Regions from separate parts of the Astyanax mexicanus genome. Here region 1 is linked to region 2. The links are chromatin contacts, called in public Hi-C maps. All regions are on one chromosome and are shown on one strand. The core of a region is the stretch at or near the end of the contact, and the rest is flanking DNA. Distances in the headings are between cores, read along the strand shown.

Region 1 (2,733 bases), core at 223-2,722, 66 kb before region 2:
ACCCTACGCTTTGTGAATGTACACTTTGTACAGTGACAAGCCCATACTACTTAAAGAACATCAATATGAAGAACACAGGCCTAATTTCATGGATGACAAGGCTCCAGTAAGGTTGCATCATTAGGGAATGGCTGCTGGAGACTGGGGTGCCACAAAGGGTGTGGTTTGCAGACCAAGTCTCCAGACTTGAATCCCAAAGAAAACCCATTAGATCAGTAGAGTCGCCCTGTAGAGGCTCGTAACTCTGCACCCTAGAAAATTTTAATGACTCAATAAGGCTCTCAATAAGGCCTTCAGGAAGAAGAGTGAGATGCCATGCCCCAGCAGACAATAAGTCGACTTGTAAACAGCATTAGATATCATTTTCACTGTGTAATTGATGCTCAATGACATGTTATTAAGACATTGACATTATTTGTTAGGGTATACCAAACTCTGTTGTCTGCTTTTGTTTCAATAAATTGTTTGGGATGAGAAAATTTCAATTCTATGCTTATAATTAAATGCCCTGCTTCCATGATATAATATCACTGTAGCGTGAACTTTTTATATTTTCCATATTTTTTCCCAAAAGCCAAATATCCCTAACATTTTCTATTGGATAGTTTGTATAGTAGTAAGTATTGTATAGTTTATTGGTAGGACATAATGAAAACAGATTCCTGACTACAGATTAAACTGACAATAAAACATTATAAACAATTACTCATATTCCATTGTTCTGTAGACTATACATGCATAAGCATGTCTTAATACACAATGTATACATTGTAGACATACAACTATGGGGGGAAAAAATAAGAGACCACTTAAAAATGATGAGTTTCTTTGATTTTATCAAATTAAAAACCTCTGGAATATAATCAAGAGGAAGATGGATGATCACAAACCATCAAACCAAACTGTACTGCTTGAATTTTTGCACCAGGAGTAAAGGCATATAGTTATCCAAAAGCAGTGTGTAAGACTGGTGGAGGAGAACATGATGCCAAGATGCATGAAAACTGTGATTAAAAACAAATTATTATTAAATTGTTATTGCAACAAATATTGATTTCTGAACTCTTAAAGCTTTATGAATTTGAACTTGTTCTCTTTGAATTATTTGAGATCTAAAAGTTCTTCATCTTTTTTGTTATTTCAGCCATTTCTCATTTCCTGCAAATAAATGCTGTGAATAACAATATTTGTATTTGGAATTTGGGAGAAATGTTGTCCGTAGTTTATAGAATAAAACAACAATGTTCATTTTACTCAAACATAAACCTATAAATAGCAAAATCAGAGAAACTGATTCAGAAACTAAAAGTGGTCTCTTAATTATTCCCAGAGCTGTATGTTGTATATACAGAGCACTGTACCTGAGTTTAGGCTTTGGTGTGCTGAGGATGCTGTCCGTCTCCTCCATCTCTGGGCCGCTGTCACTGGGATTATACATCTCCAGACTGTCATACAGCTCGTCCAAATCCTCCTCCACCTCCTGAATCTGCTCCCGAGACACATGCTCCAAACCAAACCCAACCTACAACCACAAACCACATTTACTGCAATCACAATACAATACAACCTTCTCTGACCTTTATCAGACTGATCGTTTGTCAGTCTCAGACAAAAACATACAAAGAAGTGTTGCTTTCTAAGTCATGATCACTAGGATCCGAGGATTGTTGGTTTGACTTTCAAATTATGCTGCAGGCCATCAGCAGCCAGAGACCGAGAGAGCATAACTGGCCATGCTCTCTCTGGGTGGGTAGAGCTGGTGGCAGACTTTACATGTATCAGAGGAGGCACGTGTTAGTTTCCACCCATCTAGAGTTCATATGAACATTGATTCCAAATTGAGGAGAAAATGTAAAATTAGAAATAAAAAAGCTAATAAATATATATTAGGGTGTCAAGGCCACATTCTTATTTGAGCAGTTAGTATTTATACATAGGTAATTGTTACACGCCACTATTGAAAACTGCTGAAAACTGTTTCTTTGGCCAGTTTAAGAAAAAAAAAAATCTCCGACATTCTCTAAACATCTCTTTCAATACATATCCTCACTTAGCTATTAATACTGCTTAGAGTCAAAGGGCATAAGGCAGGAGTGTCCAAACATTTTTTGTTGGGGACCAGAAGGAGAAATATACTTGAAGTCACGGGCCACAGACTCTGTAATAAAAGAAATAATGAAATATACCACTTTAAATAATACTTTTTTTTTTCATTTACACACTATTTTACTTGACTTACTATCTTTATCTTTTACAGTGTTGTGTAAACTAAGATTTTTCAAATTGATGTTTCATTTCATGATGTCTCTTAAAATAAAACTCCTTAATTACGCCAACTTTTAGACTCTTTTGCCCGTTTTTCTGCGCTAGAAATGCGCACTCTCTCCGCTTTTAGACTCTTTGGCCAGTTTCTGACACCTAGCGTTCAAACTTTGAATCTCACATTATAAAAACCTGCTTAACAGCGGGCCAACTTTCACTCTATTTCTAAAATACCTCGCAGGCCGCTCCACAAAAGAAAACGGCCCGCAAATGGCCCGCGGGCCGTAGTTTGGACAACCCTGGCATATGGTGTTAAGACAGTCCTCTTAACAGGACTTTTTTGTCAATTTTCTGTCTGATATTGCATTCCTTTAACTTGAGGATTTTTATTTAAGCATTACATAAAATGTTTCATGTTTTATAAGAAACATTACTAATAATCCTAATTGTAATTGTGATTGAAAATTTTTA
Region 2 (2,700 bases), core at 108-2,607:
ACTTACAATTATTAAAAAATATATATATATATTAAAATATATAGTACATACAAATAATGAAAAATAATAATTGTTCCATCTAGTTAGTTATACAATAACTTATTGATTTATAAATAACTTAAATTGTAATTGACTTTAGATTAGGTATACAAGAGGATTAACGTTTTTTAATTAATTTCACTGATTATAAACATTTATACATTTAACAAATATATGGAATTATTTATTTATTTATTTAAATCCAATAATTGAACAATTTAAATGTACTTACTTTGCGTTTAAACATACTATAAATTAAAGGTTTCATATATAATCAAAAAATAGAACTTCCTTTCTTTAACAAATAACATCAGTGATGTTTGAGACATTAATATTATTACTTTAGATGATGGAGAATTGCTGTGAGAATCAGATTGCAATTACTCTCAAATCTGGTACTAATGATTGAAGTTTAATCCTATAAACACAAATTCTATAATTACTCCAGGAAATTTACATCACAAATGAATCATTATATGTTTATATAACAGTAAGCACTGGGCATGGTATCCAGCTGTTTTAGAGTGTCCCAGCGCTTATCTCTAGAGATTATAAAAGCTTTGTGTGTTTAACTGAACACCTGTGCTCAGAACCATTATCTTACAAGCTACAGTTAAATTATTAATCTAAAATACTTATGGAAATCAGTGTGTTCATTTATATATGTAAAAAGATTTTGTCTTTATTGATCACACATTGCAGGTACTGTTTTTGATTCTGAACTATTATTATTGGTCCATTTATTACAGAGCAGCAGCAAAAGTATGAGAATGTGTGTTCAAGAGAGAAATAAACACATGATTAAAATGGCATGAATTTATATTTTATTTACAAAACATGTTGGAAAATGAAAAACTGCTGCGGATCAGCGTACACATACACGGCCCGTTTCTACTGACTCACTTTAAAAAGAAAAACAGAAAGCATGAATATCGGTGGTCTCACGATTCTCTCCTGCCTAAAACTTGAACTCTTTGTATTTCTTGGCTCCGGTGCGAGTGTCCTGCGGCTGACCCTTCCTCTTCTTTTGCTGTTGGACACACAGGGAGAGAGAGAGCAGTGAATAGAAAGCACAAGGGAAATGCGGAGCTTTATATAGCATTAGATTTGCATTATATTCATCCTTAATAACACCTGCCTTCTCAGCACATTAAACAAATGCAAGTTAGGGGGTCAAAAACCAGCAACATGTAGGAAGGGGCTTAATAAGGAGCAAGAAGGACAGGACAGGTCAAATTAGAGGCTTTTCTTTTCAACATGCTCATGAGGGGCTCACATGGGGAGGGTCCCAGGTGGGCATGGTTAGTTGGGCTTCCCAAACAGGCTTAAACACATTACAGCCCACTTGGGTCCCATCAAGGGCCCGATGCAGTGCACAGCCCAGATGGAGCCCATGTTTAACCTCTCTTGAGGCTGCCCATAAATTCCCCACATGGGCAAGTTATACAGATTTCTGTTTAGTACTGTTAAAAGAAAAAGGTGCAAAACGCAAAAGGTTGATACCCACCTCCAACAACAAAGAGAGAAATTCTTTATTTTATCAAAATGACTTAGAGAGTCATTATTATTTTATCAAAATGATAGAGTTCCAGAGTAAGCATAAACTACAGCTCTAGGAAAAAACTTAAGCCCACTTAAAAATAACGAGTTTCTTTGATTTTTACCTTTTTAAATTGAAAACCTGTGGAATATAATCAAGAGGAAGATAAATGATCACAAACCATCAAACCAAACTGAACTGCTTGATTTTTTTAAACCAGGAGTAAAGGCATAAACTTATTAAAAAGCAGTGTGTAAGACTGATGGAGGAGAACATGCCAAGATGCATGAAAACCGTGATTAAAAAACAGGGTTTTTCCACCAAATACTGATTTCTGAACTCTTTGAATATGCAATAACTTGTTGTCTTTGCATTATTTGAGGTCTGAAAGCTCTTTATCTTTGTTATTTCAACTACTTCTCATTTTCTGCAATTCACAATATTTTATTTGGAATTTGAGATAAATATTGTCCGTAGTTTATAGAATAAATAAACAATGTTCATTTTAAATCAAACGTATACCTATAAATAGCAAAATCTGAAAAACAGATCCAGAAACTGAAGTGGTCTTTTACAATACTCAATCAAATGCTATAAAGTAGTATGTCTTACAAATTATTTGTAGATAAAAATATAATCGTACGCACATTACCATCACACTCAAAGGTGGTGGACAACAGGTTATACTAACAATTCAGGTAAAGTCAGTATTTTATCGTCGTCTCAGTCACAACAAAAAATCTCTACAATCTCTACATTTTCCTTTACTAAGAAAAATCCTTATCTCATGGCATTTTGATAATATAAAAGAACCACTGCCAGATACTTATTTAATCTAAAGGCTCATTTAGGCTAAACGTTAAATATGGAGACATATCAATGAACCCTTATATTACCCTTATCTCTATCATCTATAGACAAGTTTAGGCATTATGTAACTGTCATTATGCTTTCAGCATTTGCCTCTACATAGCATTTTGAGCTGCAACTTTGGAGCTGAAGCGCTCTATAAATAAAAGTTTATTATTATATTAGTGTGAATATGAGACTGTAGCAGTACCTTCTGTTTGGCCGCATGTTCAGCCACCATGTCGCTGAAGTCCTCCTTCTCAACCTGGGCC

The links. Hi-C and Micro-C count contacts between places; a contact is called where the count stands out from the background.
Region 1: a Hi-C map of blood shows a contact between it and region 2, with 13 times the contacts expected there. The contact joins two enhancer-like sites. A contact is called at or near these places in 3 of 3 Hi-C or Micro-C datasets (blood and muscle).

Annotation. Positions count from the first base shown.
Region 1 is chr8:13,449,385-13,452,117 of AstMex3_surface, reverse strand. It overlaps LOC103046717 (phosphofurin acidic cluster sorting protein 1), which reads right to left. Exons shown (of 24, transcript XM_022678093.2): 9 at 1,362-1,522. Among protein-coding and RNA genes, the nearest start is that of LOC111194330, 28 kb to the left of the region's middle. Within about 2 kb of position 1,472, the one cell type or tissue checked has an H3K27ac peak away from gene starts, as active enhancers do.
Region 2 is chr8:13,383,593-13,386,292 of AstMex3_surface, reverse strand. It overlaps sf3b2 (splicing factor 3b, subunit 2), which reads right to left. Exons shown (of 22, transcript XM_007236090.4): 21 at 2,640-2,700; 22 at 841-1,069. The coding sequence ends at 998. Among protein-coding and RNA genes, the nearest start is that of LOC103046717, 10 kb to the left of the region's middle. Within about 2 kb of position 1,357, the one cell type or tissue checked has an H3K27ac peak away from gene starts, as active enhancers do.